Regions from separate parts of the Rattus norvegicus genome. Here region 1 is linked to region 2. The links are chromatin contacts, called in public Hi-C maps. All regions are on one chromosome and are shown on one strand. Each heading gives the region's core, a stretch centred on a gene start, on an enhancer-like site or on the middle of the called end of the contact. The rest is flanking DNA. Distances are from core to core; before and after follow the strand shown.

Evidence for each region. A called contact is a pair of places that touch in the nucleus more often than the background predicts.
Region 1: a contact with region 2 is called in a Hi-C map of frontal cortex, with 1.9 times the contacts expected there. The contact joins two enhancer-like sites. A contact is called at or near these places in 2 of 12 Hi-C or Micro-C datasets (frontal cortex and hepatocytes).

Annotation. Positions count from the first base shown.
Region 1 is chr16:74,827,285-74,833,939 of GRCr8, forward strand. Zmat4 (zinc finger, matrin type 4) reads right to left here. Exons shown (of 7, transcript NM_001134747.1): 4 at 6,449-6,605. Among named protein-coding and RNA genes, the nearest start is that of Zmat4, 230 kb to the right of the region's middle. Within about 2 kb of position 2,022, at least 16 of the 93 cell types and tissues checked have an H3K27ac peak or open chromatin away from gene starts, as enhancers often do.
Region 2 is chr16:74,691,614-74,698,565 of GRCr8, forward strand. The region is part of intron 6 of Zmat4 (zinc finger, matrin type 4); the gene reads right to left. Among named protein-coding and RNA genes, the nearest start is that of Zmat4, 370 kb to the right of the region's middle. Within about 2 kb of position 3,673, at least 11 of the 93 cell types and tissues checked have an H3K27ac peak or open chromatin away from gene starts, as enhancers often do.

The DNA.
Region 1 (6,655 bases), core at 772-3,271, 130 kb after region 2:
GCTAAGTCCTTCACTAATAATTACTGGGATTTACGCATGGCTTATGCAAAAGCCCACAACGTATTCTCTGAGATTTCCAAAAGCAGGTAGGATTCCCACAGACTAGGGGAGTCCTATTGAGGATTTAGCAGGGTGCTCAGGTACACACAGGACGAGTGAAGGGCATCTCAGAGATGGACCAGGGCACATTTGGGAGTGGGGATTCAGAAGCTGTGCCTTACATTTGAGAATGCACAAAGAAAGAATGGTGGAAACACAGAGGACATATGGCAAGCTTTCGATATTGGGAGAACAGCACATACACTATCTGAGAAGCAGCCATCAATGGCTGTGCCTGGCAGTGGAGGAGTAACTCTACCTGAAGTATAGACCTCACATGAAGACAGACCTCCAGGTTTGCCACCATGCCCTGCCCACAGCCATGGCCCTTAGGTTGTATCTGTGGGTCCCCAGACGACATGTGAATTGTACATGTGGGTGACAAGTCAGCTTTTTCTTGGGAAAATTAGTCCCGTTGTACCTGTGACAAATTATCACATACTTAGTGGTTTCAACATAACACACTTTAGTAATTTACCGTTCCTCAGATCAGGAATGTGAAACAGACTTCACTGACTAAAAGCTGCATTGTCAGAAGTATACTCTTCAGGCAGTTCCAGGAAAGAACTCTTGCCTTCCCCCAGCACCACCAGCACCCAAAGATAGCTGGACCCTCCCCAAGCCCTGGATCACTCTGCCGGACCCCCTTGCCTTTCCCTTTCCCCTTGGAATACATTTCGGATTCTACTGGCCCCACCTGGATACTCCAAAACAAACTCCTCGCTTCAAAGTTGATGAACTAGCCGCCGTAATTCCACTTGAAACTGACTCCCTGCCACCTAAGCTGTCTATGCAGGTCCTGAGCAATATCTTGAGATAATATTATTTTACCCTCCATCATGCTCCTGGGGAGCCAACAATGTCAGACCTGATACCATCTATCTTGCCACTTGGGCATCGTATTACACAGCTATAGGATCAGTGTAGCAGCCTTGAAGACTGTCTCTACAGGAAGCCAGGAGGAAGCCATCATACAGCCTAGAGCCTGAAGGAGGTCTCCAGCCTGCTTAGTATTTACCCTGTCGTGCGGGCAGGGGTGGGGAATGGCTCTTCTGAGGCCTCTGGGCTTGGGTATCAAGTTTCCATCTGTTTAGTCGCTGCTCTTACTCTCTGATAACAGAAATCCTATATTCCTGAGACACAGACCCTCTTTGGAGTCCTAATCCTGGTATCTGATTTCTTATTTTATCCTGAGTTTCTATCTTTAAAACTACTCCCCATTGCTTCCACTTGGTAGGCTAGGACTTTAGCCCCTGTTTGTTGACTGTATCTCTTGCCTCCTGAAAGGCTTACTTACCTCCCAGACCATGATTGCACTTTTGCCTTCCTGGCTCTCCCCAACCTTTAGTCCCCAGTCCCTCTTTTCATTACTGCCAGAAGTGCCTCCCCCTTCCCAGCAGCTCCAAAGTGCTAGACTCTGCCTCAGCCCACAAAGACACAGCTCAGAAAGTCTTGTCCTAAGAGACTCGAAGCAGTAGCTTCTGTGTTCTAAGCAAGGCAGCAGAAGAACAAATCCGAGACTCTCAATGTGGAAGGGAACCAACCTCTTCCCTCGAAAGAACGGGGAGATATATGCAAATATATGCACAGCAGTAGAACAAAACAACAGACAAGAAGGCTGAAGCCTGGGAGGAACGTGTTCCGACCAGAAAGTATAAAACGGACTCTGGTTGCACAGTGCCCGAGCTCTCCATCCCTTGGATCCCAAGTCAGTGTTCTCTCCAGCCATCCTGTCGGTGGGTCTACATGCCTGTGGCAGCGGGTGGGAAATAACTGATTTAGAGGGCTCTGAAAAGTCATCTAAGTTAAGCACCAACTGCTTATGGAGCTCCAACTGGAAAGGCCCCAAGACTCAGCACCAGGCTGCATCAACAGCTCCCACATGCACATTCTGCCTGTGAACATCTCTGGGTATCAACAGACTCTTCCCTGTCTTGAGCTCCCACCTAACTCATTTTCTGCCCACTCCCTGGTTATATCTGTTGCTCTCGGGCACATGAACAAACACACATATGCACACAAAACACATGCTCCACAATTATAGCACTTTCCTATGAAAGCTTTTAAAAGACTTTCCCAAGAGGGATAGATTTTTACCTACTAAACAAACTCGACTCCTCTAGTCATCCTCCAAGAGGAGAATATTCATAGCATCGTTTTCTTATAGTTTGGACCCTCACTTCCGCCAGAAGCCCATGCTCCTGGTGCTCATGAGAACTGGTAGAAACTAGTGAGAAAGTTTCAGGTTATTAGGCATGGATATTTCAAGGATCTTTGACTCTCTATGCCCTGAGAAGGGCGCTTCTGGTGAGTTCTTACCTCCCTAGTAGAGGCCTAAAAGCAATGTGAATCTCAAGTCATGAATAAAACTCCAAATCTGGGATCCCAAACACAGGAGCCCTAATCCCAGTCCCTGCAAACATTGCAAACCGCAGACACTGCTCTCCAGTTGCAAGATATCGAATTCACCCTGGATTTAGGATTCAATAACAGCCACTCACAATCATCTCGGTCCTTTGGGACGCTGCTCTAAGACAAATCTCAGGATGCTGGTTACACTGTGAACATATCCTCTCTCCTCCACTGTCCCAGCCTCCCAGGGCTCTGCCACAACCCATCAATCAAATCAGTGAACCTCTCAATCTTGCCTGGTAGTGCCTCTGGAGCAGAAAGAAGCAAGCAGCAAGAATAAGGTTGGAGAAAAGGGGCCCTGGGCCCTGAAGGGTAGATTGTGATTTGGGAATTACCTGTTCATTCAATCTTGCATTTCCCCCGAGATTCTCTTTTTTATGAGATGAGGGGGAGCCGTGGAAAGGTTCAAATATCACTATATTTCTTTTTTTTTACTTTTGAAATAACCATCATTGTTTTTTATTAAAAAATTGCCTGTATGCATTTTGAGGAGTCAGTAGTAAATTAAACTATCTTTGTCCTATTGCTATAGCGATAGCTAACGGACACAGCCGCCTTCTGCTTTCTGGCCTCTCTTCGCTCAGTCCAGTTTCTCTGGTCTCCCTGCAAATGACATGAAATGGCAGCCTAAGTCATCCTTCCATTTGGACAGGATCCGCACCCCAACTTCTTTGGTCCTATGACCACGTGATGGTCCAACGTCATGTACTTTTGCCTCCACAGCTATAACCAGATCAGAGATTCTAAGACAAAAACCAAGAAGACGTAGAACTGGTTTGTGTCCAGAGGGTAGGCTCTGCAACTTAGAGACCCTAGTAAAGATGCTCTCATCTGAAGAAGGCAATTCCAAGGGCGTTGTGTCCTGCGGAGCGCTCAACTGATGTCTGGTCTGAGTACAGATGCAAGTCAAGGAGACAGTGATTCACTGGTCCTGACTGTTCTTCATTGAATAAAATAGTACAGAGAAGCAATGAGCTCTACTCCAATTATGCCCCCCACCGACCCCAGAAATCACCAGAGTCTGAGAGGCCGTGGTTCACAACATGGCAGGCTGCACAGCAGGGGTACCTGAGCAAGGTATTGCTTCTCTCTGGCATCAAGTTTCTGACATCTTTACTAGGGCCTCTAAGTTGCAGAGCCTACCCTCTGGAACACAAACCAGTTCTATGTCTTCTTGGTTTTTGTCTTAGAATCTCTGGTCTGGTTATAGCTGTGAAGACAAAAGTACACGACGTTGGACCATCACGTGGTCATAGGACCAAAGAAGTTGGGTGCGGATCCTGTCCAAATGGAAGGATGACTTAGGCTGCCATTTCATGTCAAGTGATGCTGGGTTTTACATGTCTGGTTTTCCTTTTGGCTTTGTTTTCGTTACAGATAGGATTTCAAGCCAGCTAAGCCGATTAGGTGATACCAACCCTGTCTGTGTACCCATGCACAGGGAAACCTCGGGACTGGGCTCTCTCTAAAGCGCTGTTAGGAAAGACTGTGGGCCGGCAAAGGAAGGCAGTGTTATGGCTGGCAAGGAACCCGCAGCAACTCCAGTGCCATGGCTTGGGTCTTCTCCAGCTTCAAAGTCCTTGCCCTTACAATAACTGGGTTTGTGTTTTAGACCCAATGTCTGAAGCCTGGGGCCAGGGTCCTGTTCTCTGACCTGTGCTGATTCTCTAACCTGATTCCTGCTCCTTAACTGATACTCACCTGGGATCCTCTTAAAAGGCATCTCTACCGATTCTCGCCAAATCTCAGGTCTCCCCAAAGTCCTGCTGCCAATGGCTGTGGGCACATTCCTTGACCACTCACGTTTTCTGCAGCCACACTAAGTTGCTGCCCTTTGTTCCATCCATGTTCCCACCTTTAGCTTGGGTCACACCTTCCACTGCCTACGTCTGCATATTTTTGTGCTCAGTGGCTGGCAGAATCCCAAGCCTGAGGATCAGTTGAGCGTCTCTGAACTCATTTTGGTCTGTGGTTCGCACCTTCCAAGATCCTGTCTGCTCAAAGAAGGTAGGGAAGAGGGTAATGCTAAGCAAGAGAAATGGACAAGAAAGAGTCTAGGTTATGACAATTAGCTTTCTCTGCTCCCCAGTGGAAGAGGCTTCAAGCTGATCTTGTAAGATGTCCTTTCCCATCCTGGTCTTGCCTAACAGGTTCCTTGATCTCTGTAACCTCAAGAGCTAAGTTAGTGCCATGAACAGCATGAACCCAGTCACTGAGTAAGGGAACATTTCATATGACCTGAATTTTGTCTTTGGGATACGTGTATGTGTATGTCGTGTGTGTGTGTGTGTGTGTGTGTGTGTGTTCTTCCAATGTTTTATTATATTTGTTTATGGGAGGGGGCATGCTTGCCACAGTGCTTACATAGAGGACACAGTTTAAATTCTTCCCTTTCACCATAGAGGTCCAGGAGTCAAACTCAGTTTTGCTCCTGAGTTTAGCCTCTGTGCCATTTTGCCAGCTCCTCCTGTCTTTGCAATGTATTGAGAGTTAATAAGTTATCCTTGAGTCCTATGCCCTAGTTCTGGGATTATTTGAATTCCTGAAGATGGATACAAAATCATAAAGAGCTATTTTGGGCATGTGATTGTTTTTGAGACATAAATAATCATTTTTGCCATTTGCTAACCAATGTGATGCAGCCTCTCTCCTCCCAGTACTACCTCCCCCATGTACTACCTCCAAAACGAAATGTAAGAGCACTCTTCTGCTTAGGCAAAGAGAACAGACGAGCTAGTTACTCATTCACAGAAAGAAAAGATAGAAACTTTCCAGCGACTCCTGCTTTGAGGTGTCTATTTTAAGAGATCTGACGATGCGTAGGTCACAAGGTTAGTGCCTCAGCCTTTCTGAGAACAAGCGTCTCAACAGAGCGTCCCTTGTTTCATGCCACATCAGGCAGAGGCTCTAAAATAAGCTGCACTTGTTTCCAGACGAAACCATTCTACACCTGAATGTCACATCCACCTCCAAGAGAACGATACGCTGTACTCAAACCCAGCTGAGAAAAGGAGCGAAAAGGCTCCTTACTATTTGTTAAGCAATTAGCTGAAGAAGTGCGCCACTGAAGTCAAAACCCAAGCGTTGTTTCAGACACTCTCTCGTTTCCAAAATACCATTTAAAAATAATTACGCCCACGATTTATGCACGATTCATTAGACAGCAAGATAAAATGCACTACTAAATTTTAATTGCACTGTAAGAGGAGACATAATGAAAAATATCCCCTAACTTCTTGGGATTATAACCCAGCACAGTAACGTCTTCATCACAATATAAATCTTGTCCGAACAGTTTCAGCATTGCTAAATTATATATATAAAAATAAATCTTGGTTTCATCATTTGGTAAACCTCCAAAGACATTGTTTAGTTAAGCATTTAGAAGATCAGGTAATCGGCAATCAATATTGAAGTTACTGATGAAAATAAATAGGTTTGAGTCACAGCTTCCCCAGCAACAATGGCGGGAATGTCATACACACTTGTCTCCGAACTAAAGTGACTGCGAAGACTATGGTTTACTTGTGCTTCTTCTCCACCAAACTAAGAACGTATGAGGTCACTGTGCCCTGGTGTGCCCAACGTGCAGACGTAAAGAATGGTAATTGCTTTCCATAGACACTGGCTCGACCCTAACTTCTATGCAATGTACTCTTCCATACCCATGTAGAATGCAGGCTGAACCCGGGAAGAGCGCCACAGATGTGTATCTCATATGACACACAATCAATGGGACAGGCATCCTGGAGGATGAAAGACACTGTACAAGCCAATGAAATCCTACCCCAATGGCCATGTGTGCCCAGGCTCCCCATCCCTTCCTGTGGGTTTTGGATGGCACCTGTCATGTGACCCAAAAAGCTTGCAGCTTCTGAAAAGAGGGTGTGTGGCTCTCCCTGCAGGCCTGGACCATTCCCCTCCCCCAAACACATACCTGTGGTTTTCAATGGAGGTTTCTCTCCTAGCAACAGTTTTAACCTTTTGGCGTGGATTTTGCCTTGGTAATGTGAGTCGGCCACCACGGCTGAGGTAAAGGACATGTTACAGAGTGTACAGCATTTATTCTTATCCACCATGTCAGCATCGCTTCCCTGCGTGGGGAAAAAGAGAAAAGAGAGTGTCACAAAGGAACTCAAGTCCT
Region 2 (6,952 bases), core at 2,423-4,922:
AGGCTGGGGGGGTCTCCTATCCTCAAGCTATAACCAGTGACACAGTCTCCTGCTGCCTGTGGATCAGCTTCTTCTCCAGCGTCAAGTCTGCATTCATGCCTCTCTGCTTTCCTAGCAACAGTGGACTGAACCTCTGAACCTGTAAGCCAGTCCCAATTAAATGTTGTCCTTTATGAGCCAACCTTGGTCATGGTGTCTCTTCACAGCAATAGAGGCCCTAATTAAGATATATAGATGGAATCTGTCATATGATCAAGGTTCAGTCACCACTAGGTGAGGAAGCCAGTAAGACATTGCAGATGTCTGAGAGGAACTGACTACCTGCAGAGAGTCTCACAATAACTCTCTTCCTGCAGCTAGCCTATCTCACTTACTATTTCTTGAGATTTATATTTGAAAGTATTATTATAAATGAGCATTCAAAGTTTGGTAATTTTGTTGTTTATTACACCAGTTGTATAACAGGGTCTGAGAAACTTCCCCAGTGCACTTCCCACTCTCTGGTAATCCTGCCACCAGTCAGTCTGCTGGAAGCAGCCTAGTGCTCCATGAACCCCTGCAAATTAGATAAATCTTACTATTCTAGTTGTGCCTACAACACTGGCAGACTTAATCTATTGATGTCCAGAAGAAAATGCAGATGACCCCTCCTGACTCATAGAGAAGTGTGGTGATATGGAAAACAAGCTCTTACCTTTTTATTCCCCCCCCCCACCCTGAAGTCATCTCTTCAAGAGGGTTCTGTGAAAAGACACCATGACCATGTGCCTTAAAAAGGAAAGCATTTGGTCTTACAGTTCAGAGGTTTAGTCCACTGTCATGGCCAGAAGCATTACAGCACACAAGCAGACATAGTGCTAGAGAAGGGGTGGAGTCTCCACATGCATCAGTAGACAGCAGGAAGAGAGTAAGGCACTGGGCCTACCTTGAGCATCTGAGAATTCACAGCCCTCATCCCCACCCCCTGTAACACACTTCCTCCAACCACGGCACACCTACTCCAACAAACCCATACTTCCTAATAGTGCCACCTCCTAAAAGACTATGGGGGACATTTTCATTTAGACCGCTACAAGGAGGGTCTCCATTGCTTTACATCTACAAGACCTAATGTATTTCTGCCCAATAGGAGACAGTTGAAGTGGTGGTGTGGGATGTTGGAGATTTGGTCACAAAAGGAACTGTGTCTGCCTCTTTGTTCTTTGCCTTGGGCTTTACAATATGGAGGGGATGGGCTGCTATCATGACAAAGATTTCTTGAGTCCCCTTGAGTCCCCTTGAGTCCCCTTGAGTCCCCAAGGCATCAGACCAAATCAGCCTTGACTATAGCCTTAGATCACATCACTAAACTCTTCCTGATCCGGTAACAAGTTATCTGTTGCTTTGACTTGATCATATTTGAGGTAATTTGTTACATTACGCTAGATAGCTAATAAAGACTATACTTGAATATGCCAGTGATTTGAAGTCTGTTAGACAGAAAAAGCAATATCTTGCATTTTAAGCCTCTGGGACTCTTGAGCTGACAGCTTTGGGACTTGAAAGTGTTGGAAAAAGGAAACTGGAAGCCATGTCTGACTCTCCTCAGTCAACGAGGCATTTGTGTTGGCTGCAGATGTCTGAGCACCAAAGTAAAGGTGAGTACATTCATTTGGGAAGCCATGCTTGAGGTCACATTGACCTAATGGTAGCTCCACTGGAGATACAGGGAAATCACTACTGTCCCCATCACAGCCATATTAAATGAACCATTGCCTATGAATATTTTTTTCTTTTTTTCTTTTTTTTTCTTTTTTCTTTTTTTCGGAGCTGGGGACTGAACCCAGGGCCTTGCGCTTGCTAGGCAAGCGCTCTACCACTGAGCTAAATCCCCAACCCTGCCTATGAATGTTTTATAGACAATGAGAGATGTGGATGTCAGGACAGTCTGTGGCTTCTGAAGTCCATGAACTACATGATTCCCTCTATGTTGTTGTCTGAACATGAATCCTTTCTGTGATGGTTAAAATTACCAACCTGACAGAATTGAGGGCTAGAATTCCAGTCTGAATTAAAAAGGGGAGGACAAACTGACCACTGGTATTCATCATTCCTGACTGTGGAAACAATGTGGCAAGCTGCTACAAGCTCTTGCTTCTCCATCATGATGAACCGTGCCCTTGAGCTATGAGCCAAGGATGGACTGAGAACCCTTGAACTTTGAGTCAAAATAAACCCTTCCTCCCTTAAGTTGCATTTGTCAGATACTGTTATAGCAAAGTAAAACACCTTCAGTAATACAAAAAAGTAACGTTATCTCTTTTACTACAAGACATGCAAAAGGCAGGGGTAGAGAAGGCCTCACCTCTACTTTCCACCAGAACACCAACTTCAATGTCACCACTGACCTGTTCCTCTTCTTTTAGTAGTGACCAGCCTATCAGTGCCTTCTAAACTATACCAGACTTCCTCTTCTGAGAAACAAATATTGCCTAAAGACAGCAGCATCTACACTGAGCCCCAGGTAGTGCTGAAACAGGTAAACACTGTCTTTGTGTGGCTTTCCTGAAATGCTGAACAATCACTAACATCTCCATAATAGACACGGATGCAGCCACCACTGTCTTCAACCGTAGCTGTCCATCCTGCTTGTTTTCTGTCTGCCTCCTTTCAGATACTTCTTAATCAAATCCAATCTCCTCCATCGTCTTTACCATCCGTAGCAGAAATGGCATCAAGAATCTGTTATGCACTTTCTGTGGTGAGTACTGACCTCATATTGACAGGGCACTTCTTATCACACCATGCAACAGATACTGAAACCCTCATGTCACATATAAAGATACTGATGGAGAGGGGCTAAGCTGATTTTCCAAGACGCATAGCCATGGGGGTGTTGTTGGGACATCACGACATCAACATTCATGTCTGTCATCAAGAAAGGTACGCTGTATCTTCTATAGGCTTTCCTCATTCCTTCACTGACAACATGATCTATGTACATATCCTCTGCCTGCCTCCCTCAAGTCAGTGGGGAACACTCCTGGGGCCTCTGGCCCGCCTACCCTGCCTCTGTTTACCATGTCTTGTTCATTTCTCCCTACCTACTCCATCTGCCTATTCTTCTGACTTCTCCATAAACTGCACCTGCTGGTCATATTTTTGAAGGTGCTACTTAGCCTTCGTCTCATCAGATTTCTTCTTGATACCTCCTTCTTTTCAATCTGTTCAGGATTCTGACAACGCAGCCAAGTGACTCCTACCCTCTTAACATTGCCGTTCCATCCCTTCAGCCCACACCTGAATTTTGTGATTTTTTTCTGGGATGCCATTCTTGCTTGCTTGCTCCTTCTCACAATGTGTCTCTATGACTCACCATCACCTGTGCTATTATTAACTACCACTGCATATGGGCTCTCAAAATGCATATGCTGCACATGGGCTCTCGAAATCCATACTCCTACTTTCATCCATATTCCTTTCCAGCTCTTGTGCTTTCATTGAACAAACAAAAGCCTTCCCTTATGATCCACAGACTCCCCAGTCTTCACATGAATAAAAGTGAACTTATGACTTCCTTCTCCCTCTCCAACTAGCTTCCTTCTTTCCTGAAGCAATATCACCACCCTAGAAGTCTGCAATTGTCTTATGACTCACTCCTTCCTTGCTTCTCCTCACAGTGCTGTCAGTGTCTTAGATAACATTCCTCCCTTTTACTGCTTCTAGTTCTACAACCCACTCTCTCAGAGGCAGGACACTTGCCTAGACTCTATAGCATTTTCTTATTTATTTGTTTCTTGTTCTGTAAATATGTGTTTATATGGAGGGGGTGCAGGATATAAAACCAGGGGTCTTGAGTACACTAGGTTAGCAACCTACCATTTAGGTTCGACTTTTGACTTGACTTTTCCTTCTCAAGACCAACTTCCTTCTGTGTTACTCCATCATCTCTGTAGGCGTGAGTGACATCAAGTACTCGCTACACTAGTCCTCACCTCATGCCCATAGCTCGAGCCTATTTCTCTCTTCTGTCTGCCCCCCCAAGACATTTTCTAGATTGCTTGAAATACTTTTCGCTACTTAAAGGTATATTTCAGAGTTCCTTTTTAAAAATATGTTAGTCTTAATCAATAAAATAGAGCTTCAAAAACTTAAAGAGTACCTCTTCTTTAAGCAAAGCTTCCTACTGAGCAGGTTGGACCCCCATGTTGCGTTTAGTGCTTCTCCAATATGACGTTGTCTGCCTGATTTTAGTGTTATCCATTTCTGATTCTAACACTGGTTCACAGCATATGACTTCCGGATGCCAGCCCCTTCTAAGTGTTACAGTGGCAGCAGTGAACAAAAGCCATAGAATCTTTGTACCAATGGCAATTTACTGTATTTCCAAAAGGAGACATGACAGAAACAGAAAACAGTCAGGCATGGGTATATTGGATTGAGTGGAGCTCCATGGGCTGCCAGTAAGTACACCTCCAAATAGGGTAAGAAGACTTCAGAAGGTTTATGTGGGGTACACTATGACCTGGGTCATGTTTTAAGCGTTTGCCCCAGTTCCTAGATGGGAAACAGTACATAAAAAAGAAAATGGGGCATGGAAGCCAGCCAGGAAGGCGTTGTAAGGAGTAGCAGGAAGAGTCACAGCAGGCTGGAACTGTGGGACACAGCCAAAGTTTGTGGAGGGCATCACAAGACTTGCTGATAGAAAGATGTGGACATGCAAGACAGGAAGCAAGGCCAATGACCAGACTTTGTATTGAGCTTCTGGCTAGGTGGTAGTGCTGGGTAGAGATACAGGAGACTGGAGGAAGAAGCATAAGGTTCTGGGGATGGGGAATCTCAAGTATTCTCTTTTAACTGTGTGGGAAACCTGTGGAATAACTACACTCAGGGCCTGTTTGAGACAAAGATTTTCAGATGTGTGTATATTATGTACACACACACACACACACACACACACAGAGAGAGGGAGAGAGAGAGAGAGATTTCTTTTAAAGTATAAAAACAGAACAAAGAAAAATAACAGGCAACCTATAAGTGAGCCCCTTGATCCCTCTACAACCACTTATCCCCCCTTCTGCTCTCAGTAATGGCAGAGGGGGCACTGAAGCCAGGCAGAGTTGACTCAGTCATTACTTTACACTCTGCATCCCCGGAAGCCTGTCATGCCCCCCAGTCCTCCTCCCAGCTATAGCAGAAACCTCCCCAACACTGCCAACAAGTCATCCCTTCCCGTCAGTCTTCAGTTCCACACATTCACAAAGTGGTTAAGCGATTTCTTTCTTTTTCTTTTCTCTTCTTCTCTTTTTGAATGATCTTCCATAATCCTGCCAAACTTTAAATATACATGTTGAGAGTAAAATAGACAATTTCGCAGAGAAAAAAATGGGATATTTTACCACAACTGCTTATCCTGACCAATTCATATGAATAATACTACTTCCAATCATAGACAGTCTGTCTTCCATGAGAGCCCAGGCACGCTTCCCTGCACCACAGCAACAGTAGGGAAGAGGTTCTTTTCTTTATTTGTCATTTCACACGTGAAAACACAACCTCACTTTCTTCAGGTCATATCCGAATTGCTTAGATCCTGGGTGCAATCCATTCCAGGCACACATCAATTAGCGGCATGTGTAGTGCTCAGATGGGCTCACCCAAGGCTCATGGCTCAGGTTAGCTCATCTTCCCCCAATACCCTTTGCGTGGGTTAAAGCAAGTAGCCAGGGCTGTAGGTGTGCTTGGGTTTCACTCTTCCGTGTGAGGGACAAGGCTCTTCTATGCATTGACATGTAGTCACTTACCTCACTGCCTGTCACTGTTGCCCTACCCATGCCTTTTAGGCTGCGCCCCATTTCTAGAATTCTCATCCTATGAATTTGGGAGTCTGTCTGTCCTCTGGCCCACACTTGCGATTTATACACATAAACACCAGACCCTCCTGAAGCTGCATCATGGAGGCAGAAGCTGGTAAGAACTGGAGGTAGATGCAGCTTCTACCTAGGGGCTCTGGCTTGTCCTTATTCCACCTGACTCTAGACGTTAATGAGAGACACACCTCAAATAGCTCCTTTATCACTTAAGGTCAAATTCTTAGTGTGTATAAGAGAGTGAGAAGGAGGGACCTGACTCCTTCTTGACTTTTCCTGTAATTGGACCCTCACAGATAAAATATTCTCTTTCTGTTTCTGTCTCTGTTTCTCTTTTTCCCTCCCTTCCTCTCTCCCTCCCTCCCCTCCTCTACCTCTACCTTCTCTTTGTTCTCTCACTTCCTTCTCTACTGCATAGAATATACCGATTCCTTCTCCTAACAGAAGGCCCCAACGTGCCCTCTTTAAGCTCTAGTTGGATCCACATGCCAAGTTTCTTTTCCAACTTCCATAGAATATTTCATTTGGAAAAAAACACCATAATTCTGAGGTAAAATGTCTGTACTTGGTATACTGTTGAACCGACTCCCATGTCTATCAACCACCATCGCTGTTCCTCCCACATCTCAGGCTAGGCACGCAGACCCTGTGGGCCTCCTTTGGGTCACCTTAACAGTCACGGTTCCTAGTGGTTCCTCACAATGCAGGGATTGGCATGGGCCAGGGAAGAGTCCTGGATTTGCACCGAATGCTTGATTCCACAAGGAAGAGGTCTATTTTATGAATTCCACATACTCTTGTCTCAGAGTGCACTCACACACAGTCTTTGGCTGTGCATGGCATCCGGTGCAGCACCTCTGCTATGTCACTTATCTTATTGGCAACCCTCTGTGGGGCACACGGGATATCAGTGCTAAGCATCAGCTTGCCTCTTGCCCGTCCTAGCTGTTGTGACCATCACAACATGACCCATAAGGTCTCAAATGTCACAGTACCTCCCTGGGCAAAATGGATGACTATCCCTAAAAGACAATGATCTTCCAACTTGGCTCTTTAAGGGTTTCATTTCTAGATTCTGTACCTTCCCTGAATAGTCTTTAGTC